Regions from separate parts of the Mus musculus genome. Here regions 2 and 3 are each linked to region 1. The links are chromatin contacts, called in public HiChIP or PLAC-seq maps. All regions are on one chromosome and are shown on one strand. The core of a region is the stretch at or near the end of the contact, and the rest is flanking DNA. Distances in the headings are between cores, read along the strand shown. Region 1 overlaps Tmem51 (transmembrane protein 51). Region 2 overlaps Epha2 (Eph receptor A2). Region 3 has its middle 11 kb from the start of Gm52686.

Evidence for each region. HiChIP or PLAC-seq counts read pairs in DNA pulled down with a chosen protein or histone mark.
Region 2: an HNF4G HiChIP or PLAC-seq map of pancreatic cancer cells shows a contact between it and region 1. The contact joins two enhancer-like sites.
Region 3: a contact with region 1 is called in an HNF4G HiChIP or PLAC-seq map of pancreatic cancer cells. The contact joins two enhancer-like sites. A contact is called at or near these places in 2 of 115 datasets of contacts at active chromatin or transcription factors (embryonic stem cells and pancreatic cancer cells).

What each region holds. Positions count from the first base shown.
Region 1 is chr4:142,064,439-142,067,953 of GRCm38.p6, forward strand. All of the region lies in intron 1 of Tmem51 (transmembrane protein 51), which reads right to left. Among named protein-coding and RNA genes, the nearest start is that of Tmem51os1, 18 kb to the right of the region's middle. Within about 2 kb of position 1,488, at least 48 of the 459 cell types and tissues checked have an H3K27ac peak or open chromatin away from gene starts, as enhancers often do. A contact at or near this core is called in pancreatic cancer cells, where this site is marked.
Region 2 is chr4:141,305,113-141,308,667 of GRCm38.p6, forward strand. Epha2 (Eph receptor A2) reads left to right here. Exons shown (of 17, transcript NM_010139.3): 2 at 1,402-1,469; 3 at 3,293-3,555. Among named protein-coding and RNA genes, the nearest start is that of Epha2, 5.7 kb to the left of the region's middle. Within about 2 kb of position 1,984, at least 26 of the 459 cell types and tissues checked have an H3K27ac peak or open chromatin away from gene starts, as enhancers often do. A contact at or near this core is called in pancreatic cancer cells, where this site is marked.
Region 3 is chr4:141,258,485-141,262,037 of GRCm38.p6, forward strand. No RefSeq gene overlaps it. Among named protein-coding and RNA genes, the nearest start is that of Gm52686, 11 kb to the left of the region's middle. Within about 2 kb of position 1,752, at least 49 of the 459 cell types and tissues checked have an H3K27ac peak or open chromatin away from gene starts, as enhancers often do. A contact at or near this core is called in pancreatic cancer cells, where this site is marked.

The DNA.
Region 1 (3,515 bases), core at 238-2,737:
TGCCTGTCTGTGTGTGCTTGTGTGTGTGCGCGCGCGTGTGCGCGTGCATGTGTGATCAGCCTTGAGTTGATCTCATTTCTTGGGAGCTGTCCACCTTTTTTATTCAGACAGGGCTTCTCACTAGGATCTAGGACTCTCCATGTAGACAACACAGGCTGGCCAAGGTCTGTCTGTCTCTGCCTCCCCAGCACCCGGATTGCAAGCTTAAGCCACCATATCTGGCCTTTACACTTGTACTGGGATCAGTCTTGGGTCCTCATGGTTGTTTGCTTGCGCTGTACCCACTGAGCCATCTTCCCAGCCTCCTCCTCGGATCACTGACCACTGGGTTTCCCTTCCCTTCCCCACCTCCAAGCTGTTGAACTTTGGCCTTTCTCCTCATAGCTGCTATGTGCATCTCAGGATTGACTTCCTTGGTAGCCATGGCAAAGCCGAGCCTCTCCATACAGCCCTCAGCTGGCCTAGGACACAGCTTTGATCTGATGGGGGAACCAGTCTAAGGAACCCGTCAGCTCCTTCGGCCAACACAGACGCAGCAATGTCGAAGAACATCAGACAGCAGGTGGAAAGCAGTCAGAAGCTGCCAGCATGGGCTTAGATCCTGGGGCTAGATCGTCGGCATGGTGGGGCACACCTGTCCTCCCAGTGCTGGGGAGGTGGAGACAGGAGGAACAGGAGTTCAAGGTCATCCTTGGCTACATAGTGAGTTCATGTCCAGCCTGGGCTACCTCATTTGAAGAAGCAAACAAATCACACAAATCCACTAAAAACCGAAAAACAAACTGATTTCAAATACAGCGAACCGAGTGTTGGGTCTGGCCAGGAAATATATTTTTTTACGGCAGAGTTTGTGGGGTTTGTCTAAAGAAGAAACAAGCAAACGGTATTTATACGAAACACTGCCTGGAATGTGAACTGGGGGCAGGAAAAGCAAGTCTGGCTTTTATGATGTAAACACGGGGTCAAGGCCAAGTCTGGCTCCCGGGAGGACGGCAAGGACTGGTTGGTCTAACATTAGCCCTGGACACTTGTAAGTCCAGGTTGACTACACAGTATTTCCCACACCAGAAGTGTAGCAAGTGTCAGCCTTCATTGGCGCCGCTTCAGTGAGGAAGGCTGGTGCCACACCCATTTTACAGATAGGGAAAAAACACCCAATCAGAAACCCTGAGTCATTTCCCAAGACCACAAAACTAGCAAAGTCAGAACTGTAACTCATATCCTCTTGGCTCCACAGCACTCTGTTTTCCATGGGATCAGAATTCTCAAGTTCAGGGTAGGTGGGGCAGGGGGATAGCTCAGATGGTAGAGGCATGCCTAACGTGCATGAAGTCCTGGCTGCAATCAGCAGCACTGTAAACCTGCTTGCTGCGCTGGTGGTGAATGCCTATAATTTCAGCACTCCGAAGATCACTCTCAGCTACACAGTGGGTTTGGGGCCCGCCAGGCTACAGACCTTGTCAGAAAAGTGGGTGCGTTAAGTTTAAAATGGGTGGGGTTAGCTAGAGCTTGATAACTCTGATGCTTTGGCTGCCTGCTGATATCTGACTGCAGAGACCGAGCCAAACCTGTTTCTACAAAGTTCCTTAAAGAATGCTGGTCCAGCCAAGGACCTTGGCAGGAAGTTACAGGGATGGATCACATCTGGACTGGACAGCCAGTCCTGCTGTGAGATCTGGGACCCATGGCAGAGCCCTCCAAACTGTCCTCGGGCTGGAGGATCTCCAGCCCCCAGGATTCCCTTCCTGTTCGGTTCTTGCTGAGAACTGGCTGGAGACAGAACTGAGTGGCCACACAGGAAGGTGACTGTGGAGCAGTGGCTTTCAAGTTCTCCAGGGTGTCTGAGCCTAGTTGCGGACAGGCAGGCCATGGGTTCCGGAAGCCCCAAGCCCACCATGGGACTGGGTACGTGTAGGGGGACAATGGCTGGACCAGGCTGCCCTGCTAGACTCCCTGAATTACACGTCTGCAAGTAGATGCCTTGGCTTCTCCACCGTGAGACTGCACCCTCAGCAGCCCTGTCTTCTGTCTCCCACCTATTTGAATATGGCCTTGCTCCCATTCCTGGTCCCAGCATCCCTGGACGACCCTCAGGGACCTCATCTTCCTCTCTGGCCTTTCTACCTAAGGCTGTGGAGACTTTGGGGAGGGGGGGGGGTCTGCTTCAGCAGGCCCCTTGGGAATGGAACACATGTTGAAATCTAAGAGACTTGGGTGGGCATCGAAAAAGCCAGCATGTGATGAGGTGTGGCTTAACAGAAAGAACGAGGTTTGTGATGCAAATGAGCTCAAATAAATATACCAGCCAGTGCACTGACCAGTGAGATTGCTTACTGGGCTGCCAAGCCCCCAGACCTGAGTCCCCTGGAAGAGAGCCAGCTCCTGTAAATCAGTCTCTAAACCCCACGTGAGCAAGAAACACACACAAACAAATAAAAATGCAATAACATTTTTTTTTAAAAAAGAAGCTGCCTGTACCAGGTCATATGATAAGTGACTCCATTTAAAGGAAACGTCCAGACAGACATTGGGGTTAGTGGTTGCCAGCAGCCACCGACCGGCACATGGGGTGGGGGTGCTTTGCATACTTGCTTAAGAGAGTTGGGTTTTTCTTTGCAGTGGAGGGGAGAGTGGAGGTTGAACACGGGGTCTCACACCTGCTAGGCAAGCACGCTACCCTGTAATGTAGCTTTGACCTCTTCACATTTTGGTTTTCGTTTGTTTGTTTGTTTGAGACAAACTGTCACTTTATAGCCCTGGCTGGTTTAGAATTCCATGTGTAGCGCAGGCTGGCCTCAAAGGAACAGAAGTCTGTTTTCCTCCGCCTTGGGAATGCTGGGGTTGAAGGTGGGTGCCACCATACCTGGCCCTTTTCACTTTGAAATTTGGGATGGAATCTCACTCAGCTGCTCCTGGGACTTGAGATGCTCAGCCCCAGCCTCCGGAGCAGCTAGGATCACAGGCCTTTGCTCTTCTGCCCAGCACTGGCAACCGGTTCACCGAAGGGGTGGGGTGAGGAAAAGACTTTGAGATGACAAAGAGGAGGCTACACCGGTTTATCAATATACTAACTGACTGAATCAGTTACTTTAAAGCGATTTTTGACGTCACGTGAATTTCTGAGCTGTGGTATGTCACCTGGGTTGGTTCTGGCTGAGCTCATCCATACCGGAATGTTGAATCCTCAGCCGCACCCTGGGCAGGTGGCAGTATCCTTCTCCCTGGGTAATAGATGAGGGCTCTACTGTCCGACTCCGCCGTCCTTATTTGTCACTACGTCAGAACACCAAACTGTTTCTTTGTGCAGGAGACAGAAACGAGATGACAGTTGGAGGAGCCCTTGGTGACATAGCAAAGCAGGAGCCCGGCCTCTTTGTGCCACTGTGTCCAGACGCAGAGCAGATGAACACCATGGGGTAGTCGGATCGCTCACAGCACTGGTCCTTCTGAGATGAAACCCCATGGGCTGCTAGATGTGGCTGGTTTTAATTACAAACAGGCTCACCCCAAGGGAA
Region 2 (3,555 bases), core at 734-3,233, 760 kb before region 1:
AGTCTCCTCTTACATCTGGAACCCTAGCCTGCCTAGCTGTTGGTTTAGAGGAGAGTTGCTTCTGGGGTCAGATCTTCAACCTGCTTTGCCCACGAAAGTAATTACATTTCAGTTTCTTTTTCTTCTTCTTCTTCTTCTTCTTTGACCATTGGCCTTGGCTTCTGAATCTGGGGATCTCATGTGGGTCCAAAGCCTCAGGTTCCCCAATACCTTGCTCTCTGAGCAGGGTGATAGGGCTTAGCATTTACTTGGAAATTAAAGAGAAACAGAATCTTGGGTCTTGGCTGCTGCACATGCCAGAGAAGTAGGAGTGGCTGGTGGAAGGAGCCCGAGGGCCAGGCCAGGCCCTGGCAGTTCCAGACTGATTGATTGATTGATTGGTTGATTTATATTCATATGCATTGGTGTTTTGACTGCATTGTCTGTCTTTGTGAGGGCGTCAGATCCTCTGGGACTGGAGTTACAAGGAGGTCCTCTGGGCTCTTAACTGCTGAGCCATCTCTGTAGTCCCCTCCTGATGCCTCTAGAGATGAGATAGTGTGGTCCTGGCACCTGATCCCTCTGGGCCAGGGGGAGCCCCCTGTGAAGGTTTCCTTCCATTCTTTCCCATAGGCACTTCTCCCAGGGTTAAGATGATTTTCCCAGCGACGTGTGGCTTTGGGCCCCTCCTAGACACCTCCATGCCTTCAAACCTTTAGTCCTTCACAGTGACTGTGGTGGACAGATCCCCCAGATCTGTCCCCTCTTGTCAACAGCCTTTTCTTTATTTTTTTGGGGGGGTGGAGTGGAGTACAGAGTCTGACCATGTAGCCTTGCTGGCCTGGAATTGACTATATAGACCACGGTGGGCTTGAACTCCTAGAGATCCACTTGCTTCTGCCTTTGTAGTGTGTGCTGCCGCCAGGCCAGGCCAACAACCCATTCTTATGGAGCACGTAAATGTATGTATGTACCCTCTGCTACTGTGTATGCTGGGTGGCCCAGATTGGGTCAGGGTGTTCTATGCCAGGGGGATGTGGCAGAAGCAGACAGTCTTGTCCTCTGTGACCTGCATGAAGTGTTTGTTCCCTTGTTCGAGGAAGCAGATGGGGCAGTGGGCTATCATTTTATCCCATTCACCCCACACACTACCCAGCTGCCGGTCTCCTGCTGTGCCCTGACCCAGCTGGGGGCTGAGGGAACACCAGAGCTGAAAGCCTGGTGACAGGCGGCTGTGTGACAAACTGAGCCCGCCTGCTTCTTCTCTGGTCAGGCCTCTCTGGTCAGGCCGTGTGTTGATTCTGGGGCTGGGGTTGGCGGGGTGTGGAGCACACACATCACCGCACGCAGGTTCTGCTGTGTGCCGTGCGTAGCCCCTGGGAAAGCCCTGGCTCACTGGTCCTTCCCCCATCTTTCCCACAGTTGTTTTGTTGGACTTCGCAGCAATGAAGGGAGAGCTCGGCTGGCTCACGCACCCCTATGGCAAAGGGGTGAGTAAAACTTCAGGGCTGAGGGAGGGTGGGAAGGAGGGCTGCACATCCCAGGAGAGATGGAGGATGGGAGCCTGGAGCAGACTCTGCGGGTCAACCAAGCTTCAAACGTGGTGACCTGGGCCGAGGCAGACTGCAGCTGGGTAGAAGGAAGGGACTGTTTGTAGGTGGCCTAGCTGGGGAGACAGCTGAGAACCCCAGCAGTGGGATGCTCCAGTGGTCCTGCCTGCCTCTCGTGGTTGCGGGGGAAGGGTTAAAGGCTGCACGGGGTGAAGAGCAAGAGATACAGGACAGTGACTTCCTGCCTGGGGCCCCTTCCCTCCTACTCTGCCTTACCCTCCACTGGGGACATCTCCCTTCCTGCTATGCTTTCTGGTGGTCCTGCCCTGACCTCAGATTCCTGGTCCGAGGGCTGTGGACTTTGGGGAAGATACTACTTACTGTGCTATGAGCCTCAATTTCCCTTGGGCACAATGCACCCATGATAAGTCCTGGGACTCTGAGACAGGGAGAGGGGTGTGTCCCTAAGGGAGCTCTTGGGACAGAGCGTATAGCTGGCCAGGTCTGAGTGACTTGCATCTATCCTGAGTCATGGCCTGAAGTATAGTTTTGAAAAGACTTCTAGGATCCCGGAATGTCCAGCTGGAGGCTGGAGGTAGATAGCCTTATCCAACCCAGTCATTATATACAGTGGGAAACTGAGCCCCGGGCGGGCACTCGGGTCTTGGCCAGTGTCACATAGGATGACAGGTCAGACCTCCATCTTTATTTATTTACTTATTGATTTTTTAAAAAAAAATTTATTGTATTTATGTGTGTGCACTGTCACTCTCTTCAGACACACCAGAAGAGGGCATCGGATCCCATTACAGATGGTTGTGAGCCACCATGTGGTTGCTGGGGATTGAACTCAGGACCTCTGGAAGAGCAGTCAGTGCTCTTAACCACTGAGCCATCTCTCCAGCCCCTACTTGCTTTTTTTTTTCTTTCCTTTATTCACACATTTGTTCCTCTGAGCCCACCCTAAGCGCATATTCTTTGCCAGAGAGGCCCTGGGGATTCAGAGCCAAGTCAGTTGCTGTTCCCATGCTGAAGAGTTCAGAATACAGCCCTGGGAGCCAGGCTTGTGTTACCGTATGCTAAGTTCTCCAATGATCGAGGGGGCGTGGAGCTCATAGGGGCACACAGCCCCACCCAGGCAGCTTGGAGGAGCCTCCAGGGGCGGGAGGGACCATCCATTGTTTTCACTTACTGTATCTGTCAACACCCATGGCACACAGCGATGACCCTACACGGTGACATGATGCTAGCTGTTGCGTATGGTTGTAGCCCTGAGCGCCACGTTCTGGGCTCAAGTGTTTTGTCATGTATGCTCATAGCAGTTGTGGAAATGGGACACTGGGATTAGAGAGCATAAATGGTGCAGGTGCCCCAGACTCTAGCCCCGGCCCACCGATGGGGAGACTCAGTACCCAGACATTAGGGCCAGAAAGACCCACAGCCATGTCTTGGGCCAGCTGCTTTTGGGTCTCCTTCCTCTAGGTCCTAGTTTTCTTCCCTGTAGAATGAAGGCACCGAGAACCGAGAGTCAGGTGTGGTGGTACATACTTGTCACTTACACACTTCAGAAGTAGAGGCTAGAAGATTAGATGTTCACTGAGTCATCCCTCAGGACACAGTGAGTTTGAGGCCAGCTTGGACTACATGAGACACTGTCTCAAGAGAACAACAGCAATACAGGAGAGGGGGAAAACTGAAGCTGTGTCCTGTGGGACTCAGTCCCTGCCTTCCCAGACTAACAGTCACCTGTCACATACACACAGTGGGACCTGATGCAGAACATCATGGACGACATGCCTATCTACATGTACTCGGTGTGCAACGTGGTATCCGGCGACCAGGACAACTGGCTCCGCACCAACTGGGTGTACCGGGAGGAGGCCGAGCGCATCTTTATTGAGCTCAAGTTCACGGTGCGAGACTGTAACAGCTTCCCGGGTGGCGCCAGCTCATGCAAAGAGACCTTCAACCTCTACTATGCAGAGTCAGATGTGGACTATGGCACCAACTTCCAGAAGCGCCAGTT
Region 3 (3,553 bases), core at 502-3,001, 810 kb before region 1:
GAGAAGGGGCCCAGGCATGGTGGTGCACACCCTTAATCCCCACACAAGAGAGGCAGGGGCAGGTCCAGGACAGCTAGGGCTTGCTTCACACCTCTCTCTCTCTCTCTCTCTCTCTCTCTCTCTCTCTCTCTCTCTCTCTCTCTCTCTCTCTCTCTCTCCTAAAGAGAAGAAGGGGTGGCCCCGGCCATGGGTGGTCAGGGAGGAATGCTGACTAAGGTTTTAGGGCGATGTGGGAGCGTGTCTGTTTTCCTCCTGCTGTTGTTCTGTGTTTGATGGATACACTCTCCCTCCGAGCCCACACACCAGTCTCTCTTCAGTTTCCTGGGGCAGGGTTTAGATAGGCCCATTGGCTCAAACTCACAATGTAACCAAGGATTCTCCTTCTTTCTAATGTTCTTTGCACAAGTTGGTTTCTATTGATTTGGTTGGTTGGTTGGTTCTGGTTTTTTCGAGACAGGGTTTCTCTGTGTAGCCCTGGCTGTCCTGGAACTCACTCTGTAGACCAGACTGGCCTTGAACTCAGAAATCCGCCTGCCTCTGCCTCCCAAGTGCTGGGATTGTTTTTTAAGGCAAGGTCTCCAGCCCAAGACAGACTCGGACTCCCTACATAGTCCAGGATGACTTCGAACTCCTAAATCTCCTGCCCCCACCTCTCAGTGCTAGAATTACAGACCCAAGCTACCACCGCAGGTTCATGTGGTGCTGGGGATGGAACTTGGCTTTGGGTCCCACTTGATCCTCCCAAACTGCGCGGCATCCTTACCCCCGCCCCAGCCCCGCTCCGAATCGGTTTTGTATTTAGGTTTTCGTTCTTTGGATCCACCCTGAAGTCCAGGTGGTTCCCCCTCTACTGCGTCCACGTGAGCGTGAGCTGAACCTCGCCCGGGTCTTACTCAGTCCACACGTGCCCTCTCCTGTCTGTCCTCTAACTTCCCTGTCTGTCTGACTCAGCTCCTCTGTTTTCCCTTGTTTTTCCTGGGTTTTCCTGACCTGGGCAATTTTGAGGCTTTCTGGTCGGTATTTTGTACACGATCCTGCAATTTGGGTGTATCTGATGTTTTTCTCATGACGAAGCCGGAGTTGCTGCGGCTTTCGGCGGGAACACCACAGAGGTAAACAGAGTCCTCTGCTCATGACGTCAGGAGTCACGTGATGGCCACATGGGTCACCAATGGGGTTGATTGTTTTTCCTTTCCTCCCCCTGCGTCCCCAGTTCTCACATTGTAGTCCAGGCTAGCCTCAAACTCAAGGCAAACCTCTTCTTCCCTTCCCAAGTACTGGCATGAGAGAGGTGAGCTGCCAAGCCCCGACGATGTACACAATCTTTAAACAAACAACAACAACAACAAAACCAAAAAAAAGCTTTACAGAGGGTCTTAACGAAGCTCATGCTGGCCTTGGCCCAGGCCTGCCCCTCCTGAGGGCTAGGATAACAGACCATGTTGAAAAACATTTTGGGGGGAATTGCTGGCGACCTAACTCTTCCTTCTTCCCCCACCCCCCTCTTTCTTTCTTTTTCATCTTTTTCTTTCTTTCATTCTTTTCTTTTCCTTTCTTTCTTGGATGAAACCCAGGCCCCACCCACACCAGCCAGGACCAGGAAACACTCCTGGGTCCCGTGCGGTTTGTGTTCCCCCACCGTGCCGACTCAGGCTTTCACTTCATTCATTCCGTCAGCCTGCCATGTCTGTCAGCGCGGACTCATTCGCTGGGCTGGGATCCAATATGTGTTTACACATCGTCCTAGCAAGCTGGGTGTGGCAGTGCACAGCGATTAGCCAAGCACTCCCTGGGGAAGTGGGAGGGGCTATGTCAGGAGGACCGTAGCCGAGGAGACCCCCCCCCTCCTACAAAGTAAGACCCTTCTGCCCCATAAAGGGGGACTAGGGGCTGGGGAGGCACCAGTGTTGGAGTGACCCAGGGCAAGATTCCTGTACTGCATAAGCGGCAGGGTGGTGCCTGCAACCCAAGCACTCAGGTGAGGGCAGGGCGGAAGAAATTCTTGGGCCATTTGAGAGAGACCCTGATCAGAGCCTCTTGGGTCCGCCCTGTCCTGTATATCCCATGCCCTCAGGGCTCACACTACAGCGAGCTCCAGGCTCAAGTCCTGCCCAGGTAGAATCTGTTAAAGAGTTGGACTCTTTCCAAAGAACAGAGTTCTCCATGCTGATGAGGTATCTAGAGGCCCTGAGGACTTAGCCAATAAGCATCCCTTCTTGGACCTTCCTCCCTGCAAAGGGTATTTATTTAATCACTAGTCCACCCTGAGAAGGAGGTACTCACCCATTTTCCATGATGAACAATAAACAATTTGGAATCAAGGACCATCTCTTTCATCGCAGTGGGGAGCATAGAGAAGGCCTTTGACTACTGAGTCACAACGCTGCTGTCTAAACCTCCCGTAGAAGGACCCTCTACATGCCCAGACTCGCCACCACAGCTAAGCCAGAGTCCCCCATCCCTGTCATCCTCAGCCTGCAGACCCCAACTCCATCCCCAACCCCTTGTGACCCAGCAGAATCGGGATGTCCGGGAGTTTGGGAGCCCCAGCCCTGAGCTCCTCATGAGAGGCCCACGGACCCTTGACCCTCTGTTCCTGACTCTTGAAGTTTCCAGTTGCAACTGAACTCCTGTCTCCTCAGCCTCAGCCTGTGCTGTGTCTCACCCAGGCTGCTCCCCCCCACCCCCCCCTTAGGCTATGTTCATAACCCTTTTGTCTGTCTGAGCAGAGTTCACACACCCCAGTGGTGAGATGGACCACAGGGAGGGGCTGCGTGTACCACAGAGCTTATGTGTGTGGGGGGGGGTGGGGGGGATGTCAGAGGGTAACTGCAAAAATCAAGTTCTCTTTCTTCCACATGTGGGTTCCAGGGATTGAATTTCAGTCATCAGGCTTGGTGGCCAGCGCCTTTACCTGCTGAGTCAACTTGCTGGCCCAAATCCATATATTTTCATACCTGAATACCATGAATGTAGGAAGACATCTAGCTCCTTTAAGACTCTCTGCTTCAGGCTGGAGAGATGGCTCAGCGGTTAAGAGCACTGACTGCTCTTCCAGAGGTCCTGAGTTCAATTCCCAGCAACCACATGGTGGCTCACAACCATCTCTAATGGGATCTGACGCCCTCTTCTGGTGAGTCTGAAGATAGCAACAGTGTACTCACTAGGGGAAAAAAATAAGGCTCTGCTTCAGCTTTAAACAGGGGTGGCAGTGGGGAGACAGAAGCAGGTCAGGGTAAGATCCGCAATCCTCTGAAGGAAGACCCCAGATTCGGATAGTATACAAAGACAAAGAGTGTTTAATCTGCAGAAACAGCCAGCATGCTAGGGTCACCAAGAATTGGGGAGGGTTACCATCATTACCAAATGGTATATTCGAGTCCCTTTTTAACAGGACGGCTTAATTGCTTCTTAGATAACAGCAGACTTCTAAAACTTAGGGTATATCCCAAGGGGTTACAGAAACCATTAACCGAAGGTCATAAAGAAGACATACACCACAGAACACCAGGTGCAAAACCAGGAGATAAGATAGTGACTAGGAGCCGGGCGT